Linked DNA regions of Triticum aestivum: region 2 is linked to region 1. The links are chromatin contacts, called in public Hi-C maps. All regions are on one chromosome and are shown on one strand. The core of a region is the stretch at or near the end of the contact, and the rest is flanking DNA. Distances in the headings are between cores, read along the strand shown.

Region 1 (2,933 bases), core at 218-2,717:
TATAAGCACACATATTTTAACTCCACTTCAGTTCAACTGTATATATGGACAATAACTGGTCAATTAATCTAAAGGATAAATTACACCAGAGTAGAATAGTGTATAGTTTAACATTTCAGCTAACAGAATATGAAAGGTAGGATTTTTTTTTCTTCAAAATTTACCTGTCCCATAATGGGTGAACAGACATACTTTTGCCCATGGACAAACTTACTGTGCTGTGAACGCCTGAATTTCACGCCTATGAGTTGCTAGCCTGGAAGATACATGAGGCCAAACGAACAAGGAACTGATCTAACCAAAGCTTGCCTATGACAAAACAGTCATAGATTCCATCAAAGATTTGGCTTCCAATCTTTATGCCATCGTGTAAAGTTGCACAACAGTACTGTGAATCCTGTAGCCTGTTTGGGCACACTCTAAGCTGATTGGATCTCTCAATCCCATCGAACGAACAGTGAAATTGAACTAAAATCCCTTCCAATCCAAAAGGTCAAATTGGACTATGGTGTATCCAAGCAAGCCTGAAGGGGGAATGATGTATGTATCGGAATCTAAATCCGCATCCTGACAATGACAAAATAAACCAATTAGAAGATGATGACAGAGTACATTCTAAGTGAATTCTTCAAGAAACACAACAAGTCAGTAGTAAGTCAGATATCTGTGAACTGAAATCCTAAAACAACACGCCATCGGTTCACTCTTATCCACTGCAACCAGCATAAGGTTCCACCATGCCTTATTGCCATGGCCGGGTAAACTTGGAACTAGGCTCATCATCTGAATTCTGAGAGCCTAGACACGTTCCGCTCATCGCCCACACTAAGAGGCATCGAAAGCTCATGAACAGAGTGGACACCTCATACCTAACAAACCTTAACACTGAGCACTCCACCATCTGGTGATCGCATGGGCGCCAACCCTGGATAGCTGAGCTGCGCTGCACTGCACTGTAACGCGCACAGCATTACGTCGACCACTTGGCGGGCAACCAACTATCCAGTTTCAGTAACGTAATGCCGACCTTCCCAACCTTTCCGCCACAACCCGAAGCAACCGCAAAGATGCACGCGAGGCCCGAGCAACAGGCGCAGTGCATTATGAACTTCTTTTTTACAGAGGCGATGTGCATTTCTACTTGGAAAATACTGGCCCAGTTCTCTGCGGCTTTGACTTACATAGGTGAAAAAACAGCCGAAGCCGGAAAGAACTCGATTCTAGCCGCTCCCCCGACGCCAAGGTCCGCCGCCGGGCCAGCGGAGGCCCTCCCGGCGCTGCCTCCCCTCCCCCGCATCAGCTCGGTGTCCTCCACATTTTTTTTTCCACCGTTCTACTCTTTTTTTTTTTCAGAATTCTCTCGCGATTGGTAATCAACTACGTACGCCATCGCTTTATCTCACTGCCAGGTTGGCCCCACCTGGTCGAGTAGGGGGAGGACTTGGGAGTTGGGAGCAGTTGAGCCAGGAACTTTTCCGAATAACCCCTTCTTCCTCGTCGTTGCCCTAGGCTTCTTATCCTCTCCAGCCATGGCGAACGCCGGCGATCCCGCCTCCCTCCCCCCCTCCGCCTCTCCCTTCTCATCCACCCGCGCGCTCGAGTCGGTCCCCTTCTCCTCTGGGAACCCCCGCATCGAGGAGACCCGCGGCGTCGTCCTCCTCCACCCCGACCCACCCACCGCTGCCGCGGCCGCCTCCTCCTCGTCATCTCATCTTCCGGTAAGCTATCCCAGTTCTAGGGTTTTTGTATTTTGTCTGTTCGTGTATTGGGTGTTGTGACCTCTAACGCTCGCTCGCCCGGCGTGTTTGTAGGCAGAGAGGAAGCCGCAGGTGTTCGTACCTGCGGTGCCCAACCACATGACCTACGCGGACTTCTGCCGCTTCTGCGGCTCCTTCGTCCCCCACATGCTCGAGATGCGCATCGTCAGGTACCTCGCTTGTTCACCACTGCCTGCCTTCGCTTAGCTTCGCGCAGTTGCGTTGGCCCAAGGCCTCGATCGCATAGCTTGGTCCAGTCCGAGTGGTTCTGAACTTCAGATAGGTTCAGTTTCCTCGATCCCATCGTTTGTTGTGCTGTATTGGACTTGTGCCCTCAAAACTGGCCAACTTTGCCTCTTTGATGGGGCTTGAGCTACTTTGATGTAAGCGCGGATTGGTGTATTAATTGGTGCTCATAATGTAGGATTGATGGAGCGGAGGACCAGTATAGCGTTCTCATAAAGTTTGACACTCTGAGCTCCACCGATAGCTTCTACAAGCACTTCAATGGAAAGCAGTTCTCATCACTGGAGGTGTTGGTTTCTTCTAATTCTGCTGAATATACACTTGTTTTTTCTGCTGCTGTGATTAAATGTATGCCATCGTAATTAATTGGAGATTGATGTGTTTGCAGGGTGATGTTTCTCGTATACGTTTTGTGGAAGACGTGCACTACACTCAATTGATCGAGCATGCCCATAGCTCGATTACGAGCTCAGCTGAGCAGCCTACTTGCCCAGTGTGTCTAGGTATGTGGAGATGTTTTGAATTAATCTAGCTATGTATTAGAAAATTAGAATACCACATTTTGTTTGTTGTCTGAAATAATTTTGTGCAGTTTTAGTTCTTTAAAATGGTAGAATGTTTGCCTAACCACATTTCTGAATTATGCCATAATTCACCTAATATGAGAAAGAGACATGATTGCAGTGTGCTGATGTTAGGATGTAAACCACATCATGGCCTGTGTGTCATATAATAAATGTATGTCACATAAGTGGAACCTGATTTTGAAGCATGTATCTTTGCCATCTCTATTCCTCTAATAAACTTAAGTCACGTTATAAGCTTTCACCTAATGCTAGTGCTGTTGAATATTTAAACCCCATTTGATCCGTGCTGATATGCATTATTTTAGCTTGTTTATGTCTTGTAACTGCTGTTAACCCCTGATGT
Region 2 (3,169 bases), core at 286-2,785, 350 kb after region 1:
TTTGTTTTCTGTTTTTGCACTGGATCAGTGCACCTTTATTGGTACGATAGTGGAACCCGGTCCTTTCTTGGATCGTAAGGAATATAAGTATAATAACATACAACGGAAGCTCATAAGCATCAAAGGTAGGCCTATGATAGTTGGAAATTCCTTAAATCAGTTAATCCTATCGCTCAAAGTTTACAGTGTGAAACCTTTTTAAATTTTAATTATGTTATCCGCCTGATATCCATTTTTCTTCCACTTTTCACTAGCCACCACGCTTTTTGGTTTCCACATTATAAATAACTACATACTATATACTGGAGAATTTCTGCTACTCTGCTCAAGCAATATACACAGATAAAAGCTTTCATTTACCTGTTAGACTTTGTAAGGATTGTTCAAGCTCCCAACAACCCATCACTGCTTCCATTGCATGAACACGTACATGCTGCTGGAGTTGTTCTTTAAATGAACAGAGAAGCAATACATAATGTGTCTGCAAGCCAATGAAGGATAATTAGAAACCATAAGAAGGATTGTACACAGAAAAAAACATTATGCTAGATGTAAGCAACATATTCATTTCTTAGAAGATATACAAGTTTCAGAAAAGTAAAGGAAATTCTAGTTATGCGACATACAAGCATTTTAGATGATCAGTAGCCGTAAGGGCACTACAAAAGAAGACCGAAGTAAAGACAGAAATGGGCAATTCATACAGGCGAGCAGGTAAACTAGTATGACATTTCAGGTGTGCCAAATAAGCTGTTAATACCACAAAAAGGCCCACCAATGACCCATGGCGTATCTTAACTGCTTCAACAAGTATATGGTGCCACTATATCGATGAACCTTAGTCTAAGATATATGCTGTATCTGCTTTGGTTTCATGTCTCATTCATACAAACAAATCCATAAGGCTATTTGGTAGTGTTGTTAAAATAACCAGCAACCACTAGTCAGATCGACCCTCCAATTCACCATAAGGAGCACATCACAAATCCATCACTAGCCCTAATCAAAACCTACACAAATTTTATCCCAATTTCTCTCTATTCCGAATTCCAATTGTTCACACGAAGCATATATAGAAGACATGTACGGCACCCAGTGGCAACGCAGGAAAAAAATAGGCAGCGGCGTGAAGGCCATAGATACCATGAAGAGGTCGAGCTCCTCGCCTCCGGAGGGCCCGCCCGCGGCGGCGGCGGCGGCGAGCGGGGGCGGGCGGGCCGCGATCTGCGCGTCGATGCGGGGGAGCTGGTCGACGGGGGTGGCGACGCGGAGGCAGGCGACGTGGGCCTCCAGGAGCCGCTCGTACAGCGGGTGGGCCGCGATGGCCGCCTTCTCCCTCTCCCCGCCGCCGCCGCCGGGGGAGAAGCTAGGGTTTGGCGACGAGGCAGCGGCCGCGGCGGCCGCCGCCGCGTCCATCGCGAGCCCGTGGTCCGGGTAGTGGAACGACATCGAGCCCTCCGTCGCCGCGTCGTCGGGTGGCGAGGGGGAGGGGGGCGGGCGGGGGCGGGGGCGGAGGCGCTCGGGGGGAGGGGAGGCGCAACGACCTCGGCGGTTGTGGGTTTTGGTTGGTGGGGGTGGGAGGGACGGGCGGAGTGGATGACGGATGGCAGGGTGGGTTGGCGTCCTTGTCGCGGCTGACGACTGTCCGCGAGCGAGCGAGACGACGAGCTCGTCAAAGTATGTGAGGTGTGGACTGCAGAGACGTGCCCCCTACGGCGTCGATACCGACGAGGAGATACAGCTGCTGGCCGGCGTGGAGACCAAATTACTAGTATTAAAAAATCTATGAAAATAAAAACAACTTTATGTAAGTAAGAGCAACTCTAGCAGACCCCGCATTCCGCTGGCCCGCAAAACGCGTTTGCAGTTCGCGCAAAATCGCTTTTGCGGGCCGGCACAGATGCAGACCCACAAACGAATCCGTAAAAAAAATATTCGCGGAATATGCTTTTTTACGGGTCGGCTATGCGGGTTCTGCTCAGGCACCAGCGCAACGACCCTCAAACAGAAAAACTGTAAATCTAGAATTTGACATAGGATTTCACCAACAAGTTCAAATTCAAATGACATAAACAGTTTGCGGGTAAATAAAAGCGAAGTTCATTACGCAAAAGAGGGCATGCAAAGGTTTGCGCCCATGTCCGGCATCATCTTGGGGGTCGATCTTCACTCCGCGCCATGGAGTCCATCTTGAAGTTCATCGGCGCCACCGTAGCCACCTCCGTCGCTTGTTCCAACTCCCGCATCGAAATCATCCACATTGACACCATATGGTGCAGAGAAAACATCACCGGAACTAGAACACGGACCGGCCAAGGCAACGATTCTCCTCTTCAAGATCTCTCTCCTTGCCATATCATGCCATGTTTTGGTGACGTCGTCCATGTCATTGCGGTTCATTGACATGATCTTGTTCTCTTCGGCGAGCAACAATGACATCGATTTGTTTTCAGAGGCGCGTGCTTTTCTCTCCTCAATGGCAGCTTTGCGGAGCCCCTCTTCCTTGAGCATTTGCCATTTTTCTTACTTCTCTTTGGCCTTCTTCTCGGCCAACTCTTTCTTGATCTCCAACGACTTCAACAACATCAACTCGTTTGATTGCACCATGGCATCAATCTTCTCCCTCAAGCTCGATGCTTCTTGCTCTCTTTTCATCTTCTCTTTAGTCTTCTTGTCGCCATCGGGCTTGTGCAAATTTCTTGGGCCATCCTCATCTTCATCCATGTTTGTAAGTGAGCCTCTCTTTGGTGGGGATTCCTTGTCGATCAACTTCCACTTTTCGCACTTTTGGAGCAACTCCCAACAATGCTCTAATTTAAAGAATCTGCATTCCGAAGCTTCCATGTCCTTGTATCTATGTTGAGCAATCTTGTCCTACACAATGTGAAAAAAGTGATGCAATCATTTGTCTTGATACATTATGATGATGCACAACTTGAACAAAGGCAAAACAAACTCACATAGTCGGACTCCACGGTGCCACTTGGAGGTGCATTGCGTACTTGCTCCAAGCAAGCTGCCCAACGGCTGCACATAGGTTTGATATTCTCGCAACGACCTTGAAGCGACCGAAATGTGCGTGGAGTCCTATTGGGATAGTTTTTCATAATGCGGAAGTATTGATCTTCGATCCTTTGCCAATATCTCTTGGTGGTTTGAGAAGTACCCG

The links. A called contact is a pair of places that touch in the nucleus more often than the background predicts.
Region 2: a contact with region 1 is called in a Hi-C map of leaf, with 4 times the contacts expected there. The contact joins the promoter of LOC123144036 here to the promoter of LOC123144032 in region 1. A contact is called at or near these places in 3 of 5 Hi-C or Micro-C datasets (all in leaf).

Annotation. Positions count from the first base shown.
Region 1 is chr6D:123,566,243-123,569,175 of IWGSC CS RefSeq v2.1, forward strand. LOC123144032 (BRAP2 RING ZnF UBP domain-containing protein 2) reads left to right here and starts at 1,468. Exons shown (of 12, transcript XM_044563045.1): 1 at 1,468-1,718; 2 at 1,812-1,927; 3 at 2,182-2,290; 4 at 2,392-2,506. The coding sequence starts at 1,530. It overlaps LOC123144033 (a long non-coding RNA gene), which reads right to left and starts at 1,348. Exons shown (of 2, transcript XR_006471219.1): 1 at 1,182-1,348; 2 at 44-567.
Region 2 is chr6D:123,914,488-123,917,656 of IWGSC CS RefSeq v2.1, forward strand. LOC123144036 (homeobox protein knotted-1-like 2) reads right to left here and starts at 1,536. Exons shown (of 6, transcript XM_044563050.1): 1 at 1,144-1,536; 2 at 361-481. The coding sequence starts at 1,449.